Regions from separate parts of the Anser cygnoides genome. Here region 1 is linked to region 2. Evidence: chromatin contacts called from public Hi-C data. All regions are on one chromosome and are shown on one strand. Each heading gives the region's core, a stretch centred on a gene start, on an enhancer-like site or on the middle of the called end of the contact. The rest is flanking DNA. Distances are from core to core; before and after follow the strand shown.

Region 1 (6,263 bases), core at 3,398-5,897, 37 kb after region 2:
TTTAACTCATTTTTGAAACTGAGTCAGCTTCCATAGAATTTCTCTCCATTAATGTATGGAGGCTGATTTTTGTCTGGGAGAGAGATCTCACACCCCCATGCACGAACTCGCAGATATCACCGACACATTTCCAACATCGAAATGCAAGAACCTACATGCTCCAAGCAAATGCAACCTGCCACAAAAAAAAAAAAAAAGCTACCCCTGCAAAGACCGGAATAATGCATTACATAACCCAGACCTGAGGCTTCTCCCACTACGCTGAGAATTGTTATGCTTCGGAATTACTCCGTTATTTTATTAACGGAACAAAGACAAGGAGAGAACAAAGTCCTCGGATCAAAGGCACCGAGCGGGGCGTGCGGGATCCCACAGCCCAGCACAGGGACGCTGCCCCCAGCGCCCCCAGTTCGAGGAGCTGATGTCCTACCGCCCCAGCGGGACCGGCAGGCCGGGTGCCAGGAGCAATTTGTTCTATTCCTGGGCTATCTGAGGCCGTGCACCGAGTGAATGGACAAATGATTTAATTTCCCTGGGCCAGATGAACAGCCTCGTTAGGGACGCAGCAGGACTCTCCTCAGATGAGCGAAGAGGCCCGTCCTTTCAGAGCGCGCCAACCCCACCGCCGCTTCCCGTGTGGCTTTTCAACGCCGTCCCCGAGTCGAACGAACGCACCCCCATTTCAGAGCCCCAGATTATGTCAGCCAAGTTAATAGAGCCCCATTTCCACCACGGTTTCTCCTCTCCGAGGCTCACCAGCAGGGCTTGGCTCAAGCCGCCCGCAGGCTTGCCGCAGCTCCTGCCTGAGCGCGGCCGCATACCAACCCACGGCAAGGTATTTTAAACACCCATAACCCGCAGCTCTGCTGCGTGCATGCATCAACTATAAAGTTGGGTTGCCTTAGTTACCAGCAGTAATTACAGATGTCTTTGTAGATTATGTGAAAGAATAAAAGCCCTCCTTAGAGCTAAACTGTCCCCTTGCAAGATCATTGCCGCGTGGAGAGCTGGTAAACCCCGGGAACAAAAAATCAAGGCTCTGCCAAAATCAGTTCTGAGACAGGCTTTACGGGAGCCAGAAGTTCACCCTAAAGGAGGGGCAGTTTCCAGAGGAGCTTTCCTTCAGAGCAGAAGGAAACCACCACACAGCACCGGGGGGCTCCGGGAGCCGCTCTCGTCTCCACAGGCCCAGCGCTGCCCTCACGGCCGGCCCCGTCAGCCCCGCGCCCCCACGGGCGCTTCGTGTCTCCGTGCTGAGATGAGTGGCATGTTAGCTGCAAATTTGCAAAGCCTTGGGCACTTCTTTCCGGGATACTTTAAAGATTGACATTTTACAGTGATGTTTGTAGTTTCTGACAGGTCTGGCATAGCTCCGATCGAAAAATTTGAAAGGTACCTAATAGCAGCTACTAGTCTTCAAAGCTTAAACGCCACGTTAAGATAAATTAGGACCAAAACATTAATTTAGTCCTGAAGTATTTTTATTTCTTTACTGCGATAATTCTTTAGAATCAATGACCAAAATCATGGAGCCAACACGTTATGCCCAACAGTGTTATTCCTCGAGTCAGACACACAGTAAGAAAAGGAGGTCAGTGTAGCAGCATATTTATGAAATCTTAATTTCTGAATTTCTCTTTATGTATATCCAAGACAGTAAAAAATGTGACTGAAGGAGTTCAAACGCATGGATTTTAAGAGGATTTCAAAGAAACATTATTATTAAAACATTTAAGATAGAGCATAATGGAAAAGATTTTTAAATAGCATTTTTATCCTATTTAGTTGAACTTTTTCAGTGCCTACATCAGCACGGAGACATTAACTTAGACAAATACATAATTGGCACACAACTTACCCCCAGAAGTACATATCAACGGAGACAGGAGACCTCAGGGGAAAAGCAGACTTCAGGAACTACTGAGGAAAGTATTCACTGACAATAATGGAAGCAACAAAAAATAACCCAAATGACAAGAATACCATATGCTTTCTCCATATTTCTCAGAAAAATACTGTGAAGAGGCTACCACCACTCAGAGAGATATTTAAAAATCACAGATGTAAAAAAAAAATAATAATTTTTCCTTTCCAAACTCAAAAATCTTGCACATAGAGACTCAGAGTACCAAGCCCAACCAGACACCATTATGTATTTTCTCCATAAAATTAAAGGCTCCATCAGCACAGCAAAAAGAATCAGGATTCTGGGATAACTTGTTGCCAGATGTGTACATTCAGGTTAAATCCCCCTTGCCCACGGCTGCTTCTGCCCCTGTGCAATGACATGGGCACATGACACCACTGAACAACTCAGATGTGCAAGCTAGCAGGATATTTGAGTCCTGGCAGGCTTCGGACCGGAGTCAGAGGTGATGCAAGCACCAGTAATGTGTTCCTCATGAACTACAAAAATGGCAAATTAAAAACCAGGGGGAATTCTGCTGTCATAAAAGCCACAGAGTGTAAAATTTAAGGCCTAATCTGCATGACATATTTTTGAGTCGAAATGCAAGGCAAAAGTACAAAAACAGGAGCAGAACCTTCCCACAGAGCCGCCAGCCCACTCACCACCACAGCACTTATCAAGCAAGGTCATTTTCTAAAGCCTCCTCTCAAGTCTCGTTCAGAGCAGGCAAAGCAGCTTTGCTGCGGTTCTATACAACATGTCCTTTCCAACGAGAAAGCAAATTAATATTTCCAGCTTTCCTTGCCAGGAGTCAAACCCCACTTTGTTACTGCCTGTGGCCACCTCCAGGCTTCCTTCCTCTTCCCAAAAACTAGAAATGAAAACAGCAATTTGGATAAGCATTCTTCACTTCCAGAAGCAGAAAGCATGCCAATGGGGGCAATCAATCCTTCATGTCCTAAAACTGGACAGTCTAGAACAAAAAAGAATGAGGCAAAACAACCCAGGCACTTTCCAGGTGACTTCTTCCCCGCTGAATCCCCAGCAAGAGGGCCCCGTGCAATATGGGGCCCAATATGTGACAGCGCCAAGGATGAGCACAGCCTGGGGGTACCAAAACAGCTCCTCTCCACTTCCTCAAACACTAGGCTCATTTACATAGACAAAGGAAAAAAAGAAAAAGAAAAAAGAGGAAAACACTCTATAGCCTAACATCTAACATGACAATGTAAGATTTCAAGGCACTGGAAATTAATATCTGGACATTAATATTTCATTTAATATCAATAGCTGGTTAGTCATGCCCTTGCTGGAAATAGAAGCTGTACAGTGTAATTTAGAGAGACATGACAGTTGTGAAAGGGTGCATTGCACATTAAATACTCAAAGAATTGCAACTGTGGGGTCGCTTAAGGGTAGAAAGCTGCCCTTCAGAGCCTGGGAAGTAACTCTGACAGGCTGCAGCAAGTGCTGTCCTTCAACAGAGGGAAAACACCCAGAATTTGGGGGCTGACCCCGGTTTAACTTTCCAATGTATCATATTTAAACAAAACTTGTGTCAAGCCCTGAGGATCAGTGCTACCAGCAGGTCAAGCCCCCTCTCTGTTCCCCCACCCCCTGCAAGGTCACCAGCACAACTTGAAAAGGAAGCGCTCAGCATATCCTGTTCAAAAGAAAAATACAAAAAAGATACAGCTTAGTGTTTAGCTTGAAGCTGTACAAGTGTGCTGCTGGTGTAGGAAAGGCACCCAGACAGCAGGGAGGAAAAAGGCATGCAGAGAAGGCGGCGAGTGCTGACCACCTCCCCGGCACCTCTGTAGTCCCTGAGCAGCAATAATCTCTTTTATGCATTCAGCGGGCATTAGGTCGACTCGGAGCATTTCTGCACGCAGGTCTTGGAGCTAAATCGTCACCTTGCAGGAAATAAAGTACATATGGCCCAGCAAGTGTGCGAGGAAGGCACAGGATCCACTCCTGCCTGCCCTACCACTCATGCTGTCTTCCACGTACGCACAGGTACATCGACCCCCGAGGCTTTCACAGGCGTTACAGACTTTCATTCATTAGCCAAAAAAGCGCCATATACCTGCGGGTACGCCTCTGATTTAATTCCCAAGTCAGCTGCCGGAGGTCCAAGCAACACACAAGGCAACCACAAGCCCAGCGCTCCGCGAGGTGTACGAACCGCTCCCGCAGCACGCCAGCCCCGCGCCGCTTGCGCTCCAGGTGCAAAAGCGATAATTTTATTATTATTGATTTTTTTTTTTTTTCTTTTAACCGCCGCCTGGAGCAGCCTGCCTTCCCTCGCTGCTGCCTTCCAGCACACACCTCGCCGACAAACGCCCCGCTCCGCGGCGAGGCAGCCCGTCACCGTGACACTGCAGCATCCCCCGGGCGGCGCAGGGGGGATCCCACCGGGGGGGGGGGGGAAGGAACCCCACCTTGTGCGGTGGATCCCACCCGAGCAGCGGGGCCGGGGCCGCCGCTGGAGCCCGCAGCCCCCCGAGGCGGCACCTACCTCTCCTCCTCCATGGTGCGGCGCGGCCGGGCTCAGCGCCCCGGGCCCGGCATGGCTGCGAGCGGCCCCGGGCCGCGTCCTCCGGGCGGCTGCCGAGCGAGGCGTCCCCGGCGCGCCCCGCCGCAGCCACTGCAGCCCGCGCCGCCCTCCTCCTCCTCTCCTCCTCCTCTTCCTCCTCCCCCTGCTCGCTCGCCGCTCGTCTCCGGGCAACAGCAGCGGCGGGGGCGGCCGCAGCTCCGCCCGGCCCGGCCCGGCGCTGGGGCAGGCCCCCGGAGCAGGTGGGGGAGCCGGGAGGCCTCAGGCCGCCCTCAGCCCGCCGCTGGGTTCCACACGGAGGTAGCGGCGTGGGGGGGGCTCTGGTAAGGCCAGGAATAGCCTCCAGCCCAGCCGGACGTGGTTCTTGTGCAAATGGAGTGCTGGCACGCTGGAGGAGAGGTTCCAGGAGTGTGGGCGGCCTGGTACAGGAGGTAGCGGAGCAGCCGAGGGATCGCAGCCCTCTGGGCAGTGCTCTGGGGACGCGCTCTGCTCCCTGCCCTCGCTGGAAGAAACAGGCAAGCAAGGAAGGCTGTCCTCAAAACCGCTCCTTCCCGTCCTCTCCTTTCCTACATGAACTGCAGCCCCGCTTCGCATCGTTTCCAGTTTTGCCAGGGATGATGATAACCCAGATAACGGGGAGGCTTCTGGATTTTGGCCTTCTACGAAGTCCACAATCTACCAGGCCAAACGCTTGCTGCTGTGGAGGGAATGTGGGCCCTTCTAAATTGCAGGTGCTGTGCAGCCTGAAGGACCGGAGCCGGACTTGCTGTTCTTACTTTCATCTGTATAAATAGAGGGACTTTTGCATGTACTTTTTTTTTCATTTTATTAAAATAATTTCCTCAATCTTATTCTGCTACAATGAGGCCCTAGAGGTTAATTATAAAGACAAGAAACAATTGCTTTCTTCATTACTTTTCCATTTACAAGATGTGCTTGTGCAGTGGAAAGAGGTAAGCAGAAGTGCCCAAGAGATTTCTATTGCAAGATGCCCTTCTTTTTTGTAAATAGTTATCACCCCACCCTTTTACATTTCCCCTCCAATCCTTCTTCATACCAAACTAACTTCCATACATTCTTTAAAATATATCAGCAATAACGATTTCATAGATTTTATTGCACCTTCCACATGAGAATTTAAAAAGCTTGTTGAAAAACTTAACTGGTCATCATTCCCATTCTTCAGATAAGAAAAACCAAAACACCTGGAGGCTAAAGGACTTTATCAAAGCTGCATGGGGATGGAGAGTCGAGAGTCCTGCTGTTTAAACACCATTTGGCAGTCCTCCCACAAACAGAAGAAATACAAGGCCATGAAGTCAAACCTCATACAGGATTCAGGTAAAAGGAATGATTCCTGCATTTCCCTTTGAGAATCCTGTTAAACTAATTGGTTTAACACATTAGATCCTCAAGGACTTCCCAAGTGTCCGTGCAGTCTTACCGTCCTGATGCACAACGTGCAAAACTATAAGACAAGTTCAAATCAGAGAAAAGGCAGCAATACTAAAAATAGTAGTAATTTATCTAGAAAATGAGGGCTGGAACTTGTTTCCATTGAATAAGTCCCTTGACAGTCATAAAACGTTCAAATGCAAGAGCAAGTCCTGCAATTGCTGCCAAATACCTGTCTATTTCTATTAACACAGTTATTTAATAACAAAATAATATGCTTTCACTATAAAAATCTACACTTCAATCAACAGCCCAGGGTACGAGGCACATAGAGTGCACCAAAATAGCAAACCTGCTTTGTCCAGCCAACACTGTGCTCTACAAATGCCCACAGCAAACACAGGA
Region 2 (6,890 bases), core at 3,425-5,924:
GAGCTCACAAGGAGTCAAACAAAGGTACTTGAAAGCCAAATATCCTCTCAGACAGAAAACTGTAAGAATTCAGGATGTAAACAAGACAACTACAACATAGCTGGATCTAGATTTTTCTGTTCTGAGTAATCTTATAAAATCTATGTACTAACAGAACACCTTCAGTACAAGCAAGATTAAAATACCAGTTACAATGACAGCAATTAGTGAGGTCTCCATACTCTGGAAGCATTAAGACATTGCAGGTACTTTACCTTGCTCATTAATTAGTACCTGGGAGGCAGAGGGTTCTCATTGCATGTGGCGTCTACATTAATGGCACCGCAAGATATTTCTTTTGACACATAAATGCTCTATTATGAAATGGCATTGAAATGCTGGACAGAGTTAGAACTGGGGCTTTCAGCACAGCTGGCAACACTAGGGAAACACGGGGGTAAGGAATAGTTTCTATTCAAGCAGTATTTGTTTCACAGGAGCAATAAACCATGTCAGAGCAGCACACTTTCTGGGGTTGAGATGTTTTGTGTGGTGGAGTTGCTGAGACGTCAGCCCCAGAGAAGGCAGAGCCCAGGAGGTCCCAGCATGTACGGGAAACATCATTCATGGCAAGTAGAAAAATCACATGGTATTTATTTCCACCATACGACAAGTATTTCAGGGATACATACAGTAGTCCAGTGGCATATACAAACATATGACTGAGACAGCGTCACACTCAAGCCAGAGCACCCTGTTCCAGTCCGTTTCTGCTGACTGCTTTTCTCAGTTGGTACTCAGAAGTTTCCACTGTCAGTAGTAAAGTCCACCCTCCAGGCACAGTGAGCAAATAGTTCAACCAATAATGTGAATGGAGCATCAGTAGTGAAGAAATCCAGAAGTGTTCATTTTTTACTCACATGCCCAAACGTAGCAGTTTTGCTTCACACAAGAAATTCCGTGCCTGCAGTTCAAAGCACAGTCTTTATCTCATGACACAAGCCATTGAGAAAAACAGTTGATTGCACCACATATAACAAGCAACACCTCGTGTCTAGCATGGAACACGTCCCCAGAGGGATTTTCACTTTGCTAAGCACTCCACCGCAGAGCAGATGATGTTTGTAACGTATCACTTGTCATGCGAAGACTGTAACAGCAATGAGATGGGTCAAGTCAGAGCTCAGTCATGTTCCCAACACCACCTAGCTGGATCCACTTCACTTCTGCTCCTCGCACTGGCTTCATTGTATGTCACAATGGTTTGTGAATCACAGCCACACCTGTTTTAAGAAGTGGCAGACACACAGTTATAGGAGCAACTCCTGGGTTGCAATGTGGCTAAGAACATGCTGCAAAACCTAGGCCACACAAAGCACACAGAAATTTAATACTTAAGCTTCAGGAGGCACAGACCTCAAGCTTATGAATGGCCCCACAGTCATGTCTCCCACGGCCTGTTTACCTGCGTAACTCCTCCCCGTGCTCATGCTGGTTGGCAGTAGCGTCCACTTGTCCGTGATGGGGTTGTAGTACTCCACCGAGGCCAAGTTGCAGGAACCATCATCTCCTCCCACCACGTAGAGGAGACCATTCACTGCACACACACCTCAAAGCAGAGTGCAGACAGTTAGACGTGGGCTAACTTCTCCCCCACAACATTGCCTGCCATGTTTTGATTCATTCCCTAGCAGATACCTCATCTTCCATTTTTATTACTTTTTTGCAATATTGATTACTTATAGCACAATAGTCACATTAAAAACCACAGACAACTCCAGCTAAGCCCCGCAGAAAGGTTTATTGTGGTTACCTGCATTTCTTCTACACATATTCATGTCTGCTACTTGCTTCCAAGTGTTTGTTCCTGGATCATAGACTTCCACGCTCTTCCTGACTAGGGGACCGTCGTGCCCCCCGGTGGCGTATAGCAGTCCGCTGAGAACACCAACACCTGCCAAACAGAGCCCAGCGTCAGCCCAGCATATAGAGGAAGTGGTTGCAAGTCCCTGGATCTGCTACTGGGTATTCCCTGAGCCTCTCCAAGGCATTTCCAAAACACTACATGTGCCTCAATATCACCCAGCACATAAACAACTCTCCACTCAGCTGCCAAGCTGCAGGTACAGCAGGGTTGTACAGTAATCCTGGAAGATGCCCTGTCTTCCAGGGCTGAGCCCCTTCTCAGATCTCAGTCTCACAACGTTCTTCCACATTTATTTCGTTTCTTTAGACTGACTTGCTCTCTCTTCCCTTTGCCTTCCAGAGAGCTGCAATCTTCATCTCCACCTGCCTGACATTTTCTGCCATGGGGCAAACTTGCTTTTAGTCTGATGGCCATTTCCAGCAGCTCTATTTTCGCTCTTATATTTTGCTCTTCTTTTGCTTCTTCTTTGTGCCACTTGGCATTTGACTGTATTCAGCTTTTAACAACAATTTAATACTTTAAAAAGTCCATAAGCTAATCTAATCAAGTAAACACTCCAAGGCTTCTCCACCTGAAAAGCCTCCCCGTGTAGTGAGACAGGGGCACAGGCAGAGTGGCCATCCCTGCCGGGAGGGAGCTGCCATTCCCTCCAGCACTGCCTGCACTGGGGCCACCGTCGGGATTTGGGGACGCTCGTCCTCTCCTCCGCTAGATGTCAGCATGGGGACGGCAATGCCAGGAGCTCCGAGCACGGATTTCCTTCACCGAGCTGTACGACAGCTCAAATCATTGCTTTTGGTGTCATTATCAGCCCCTCCCCGGTGCCTGCTGGAGGGGCAAGTGCTGTGCACTTGGGTCACAACCAGGCCTTGATGTGCTCATCTTTCAGTTTGGGAAAAGCAAATTGTAAGGCTACTTGGCAGGCAAGAAAGAGTATTTGTAACACTAACCTTGCCACTCGTAGTTGTGCTCACAAAGCAGTGCTCAGAGCAGAATGTTTTGAGCAAAGAAAACTCACTGAAGTCTATCTCAGTACAGGCATCAAGACTACAATCCAATCCTTTTTTCCAGCCAGCAAAGATACAAAAAAAAGTTTTAGCAGGGGCCATTTCAGTTTAATTTTGTTGCCTTGACTTGGTCTGCAGGTCAGCCAGTGCAGATGTGCTGCACCAGGAGAATCAGGGAAGATCCAGAAGGAAAATCCACCTGACAACCCCCAAACAACAGCAAAGAGAAGGCAGAGCAGCTTGACTTTCCAGTCCCTGGCTAAGCCTGCAGCTGGCAATTTGGAAAGACAACTCTCTGCTTACAAGTGAGATGCATCTGTTAGAAAAGCTACTTAGAAACACTGAACATTATTTCATTAATCTAGAAATTAATTTCAATTTGGCAGATTTTAACGAAGTCAGAAGAGCTGCTGAGAGCTTCCAAGCAATTATGGCTCTTCTCCTCATGGAAGGGGGTGGATAACAGGTTGCACTTGCCAACCCAGCAATACTGAAGCATACTTTTCCTTCCTTTCCATGAACAGAGGAGAGCCCAGCGATTATCCACTTTTAAGAACACATCTTGGAGCCAGTACCTGCACCACTGCGCCGAGTGCTCATGTCAGCTACGTAGGTCCATTCGTTCGTGGCAGGGTTGTACTGCTCTACGGTACTAAGGCACTGACGGGACGCTCCATCGTAACCGCCCACGGCATAGAGCTTACCTGGAAGAGAGAGACATGGACATTATTAGCTTTACGGCTATGACTGACAGCCTCGAGTGAGGACAGATCCTGGCTGAGGCCCTGGGAGACCTGCCCAAACCTGCTGGCATGTCTGGGGAAAACCCTACTGAAAGGATCTGAGGTAGACTCACAGACAGGCGGGCCTGGTTTTAAAGCTGTAAAAGCTGTCAACTAAGTCAAGGAAACATCACAACAGCAGCTTAATTAGAAGCCAAAAGCCCGGAGGGTTTTCCAAATGACTTGTTGGCCCTGGAGAAGAGGTAATATCAAAGCACGTTCTGCTGATCAAGTGTTTCCTCCTGTTCAGGTGCCACATAGCAAGGTGAGCTGTCAAAGGTCGATACTGTACATTAATTACAATATCACATGAGCAATAAATACACAAAAGCTTCTTAATATAATACCTCCACGGAAACCTAGACCCAATTTTGAAGATTCTGGGCCAAACCAAAACAAACCAATGCTGCTAGTACAGCTGAGGCCAGCCTGTTTACTCGTGCCAAGTGATCTTAAGACAGAAGAAATCCCAGGAGACCTTCACAGCACGGTATGTTTATCCCCCCTGCAACTCAACTCAGTGAAACCTGGACAACAGCTACCTCATGAGAATATAAGAGCATAATCAGATGTCATGGGACTACACCATACACGAAACAAGACTGATGCTACACCAAAAACCTTGTTCACAGACCTGACTCATACGCTCTCCTAGTCTCCCTTTATCACCTACCAACTTTGCACACAGCTCCACTCACTGCCTCCTCGGGCTGTGATCATCAGACGTTTGCAACTGTGCTCCTCCTGTGCTGTTGCCTGCTCCACACCGTACTAATTGGAAACTGTTATGCCATGCTAAAGATAAGGTCAAACAAAACGTTTCGTTTGCTTCAGAACTGGTTTTGCTAAAGGAAGCAAAAGGTTCCTATCTAAATTGCTCCTTCTGCTGGATCCAAACCAAGTTGCTCAGTTCCAGCTCGTTCAAGCTGGGTGCTGACACATACGTGCCAACAGCTGCTGCTGCGATCCTCAAAGCGCCCTCCCCACTCACCTCGCCTACCTCATTCCCAGGCTGCCGCAGTATCAGCGTTTGCTATCGTCAGTCCCTGGTCATTTACGAACCCGACTAAATTATGCCATGCATGCCTGAAAGCCTGATGTCAATAAACACAGGTTTTAGTATTCCTGCCAAACCACCAGCTTGGGGCTGTGGGATGAACTATGCTCCTGTTCTCTTGCTGAGCAGATTTTCTGCAATGGGTGCTTTATCCACACGCTGTCTGCTGATGGCAACAGTGTACACTGCATAACAGTTTGCTTTTATCAACCAGCAGCAGCTCAGGAAGAATAAGATTCAAAGAAACCGGCACACACCTAATGGCACGCACAGAAGGCATGGGCTGGTCTCATACAGGCCTGAGGTTCTTGGAAAGCTACACACGATTTTTCACCAAGATAAGAAGAATGGAAAAAGCTACAAAGATTATGTCATATATAATAAATCTTTACCAACTGAAGACAACTTAAAGAACAGATCCTGCAGTTGCTTCCTATTGCACTTAACCATTCAGGCCCCCGTGTGACGCAGTAACATTTGCTTGATGGAAATGGCTGCTGATTTTCTTACCCTCCACAACTCCAACTCCAACACTGCTTCTTCTTGTGTTCATGGGAGCCACAAAAAACCACTCATTGGTTTTATAGCTATAGGCCTCAACTGATGCCAGACCTAGTTAAAAAGGGGATACACAGGTTTTCTAATTAAAAAAAAAGAGAAGAGAAAAAGATTGGTGTTGCACTTTCATCTGCCTTCTACCTCCTCCCCAGCCTGTAATTCCCCCCACACTCCTACAACCCAATTTTGCAGTCCCTTTCCTTTAGGGCTGGGGCCAGCATGTTAACGCCACTTCTCCAGCAGCTGGAAAAATTGTTATCACATAGACCCTGTCCCGGGACACCAAAGTGGAGCAGAGTCCAGATTCCAAGCCCAAAAGTCACATTCTTTCAAGCATTATAAAATGTCCACACAAAGGTTTAAAAATTACCCCAGACCCTGTTGTATTGTACTCATCACCAGCTGAGATAGTCAGTTTAAGGCTAAACCAAGTGGCAAAGCTCTACAGCAGAGGTGTGAATCTAAACATGCCATTTATGCCAAACTAACTCCCAGACGCACATACCCCATAAAATGCCTTGTTCGCATTTCATTCATGTTACACAGATTTTAACTAAAACTGGGAAAAATCCCTCTTTTAAGAACAGAGTAAGAATGTTCACATAAAGAACAAGACTGAAAGAACCGTATCACTACAGGAAAAAAGCCTTGGTGAGACATTCTGCAATTACGGAAGGGTCAGAGTGAGCATATGGTTAGGTATAACACAATATGCCCAGTCTCTGGCTCATTCTCCATAGAGAAATTGCTCTGGAGCCTCACTAAAGCTCTGCAAACTTTGCTGGGGACTCTGAAAACATTGTTTTGGATCAGGCACTGCCTGGTTTCTGTTCAGTCACCTACCTGTGCTGCCATCAAAGCCGCCCACTGCATACAGGAGATCGTTGAGCACAGCCGCACCTAAAGTGCTTCGTCTTTCCTGCATGCTGGCTATGGAGGTCCACTGGTCCTTCACGCCGTCATACACATCGACCGTGCGTACCCTTAGCGACCCATTAAAGCCCCCGACAGCATAAACATTGCCAGCCATAAATACAACACCTGGTAAAAGAGCAGAGGGATTTTATGGAGGTTTTACAAACATGTTAGGAACCAAGTATCATCAGACGTCTGCCAGGGTGTGTAAGACAGCAGGGAAGAGCAGAACGTGTGCAAGTCTTGAGCATTTTCTGCAGGTTAGGAGCTCTGGAGCCGAGCATGATAAAGTACATGTGTCATAAGGATAGTGAAATGCACATAAACACACAGCAACATAAGGCACAGATGGATTTCAGATCTGAATGAAAGTTTTTTCTGAGTCAGAGAGGATACCAAATGGTGATCCACATTCACATCCATCTCGCACGTCTTCAGATGAACACTCAGCTTACAGATCCAGCCTCCATCACCCTGTAAGCACACCGAGGGCCTGACTCAGCTCCTGTGATTTTCACTAGGAAACCAGCAAGGAAAACTGGATGCCTGTGGGCTTCCACGGCCAGTGGAACAGGAGGAGGAGGGGAAACAGATAGAGGAACAACCAGGAGAAAGAGATGATGAAGCAAGGGGACAGGCAGAAACAACCCCTATAAAAGCAGGAT

Evidence for each region. A called contact is a pair of places that touch in the nucleus more often than the background predicts.
Region 1: a contact with region 2 is called in a Hi-C map of liver, with 2.6 times the contacts expected there. The contact joins the promoter of KLHL3 here to the enhancer-like site in region 2. A contact is called at or near these places in 3 of 7 Hi-C or Micro-C datasets (fetal liver, granulosa cells and liver).

Annotation. Positions count from the first base shown.
Region 1 is chr14:4,619,478-4,625,740 of Taihu_goose_T2T_genome, forward strand. It overlaps KLHL3 (kelch like family member 3), which reads right to left and starts at 4,648. Exons shown (of 15, transcript XM_048057261.2): 1 at 4,428-4,648. The coding sequence starts at 4,441. It overlaps LOC106032789 (a long non-coding RNA gene), which reads left to right and starts at 4,676. Exons shown (of 4, transcript XR_001205047.3): 1 at 4,676-5,416; 2 at 5,650-5,804.
Region 2 is chr14:4,582,082-4,588,971 of Taihu_goose_T2T_genome, forward strand. KLHL3 (kelch like family member 3) reads right to left here. Exons shown (of 15, transcript XM_048057261.2): 10 at 6,154-6,351; 11 at 5,263-5,364; 12 at 3,489-3,617; 13 at 1,793-1,933; 14 at 1,445-1,588; 15 at 614-1,262. The coding sequence ends at 1,234. Among named protein-coding and RNA genes, the nearest start is that of KLHL3, 39 kb to the right of the region's middle. Within about 2 kb of position 4,675, at least 1 of the 3 cell types and tissues checked has open chromatin away from gene starts, as enhancers often do.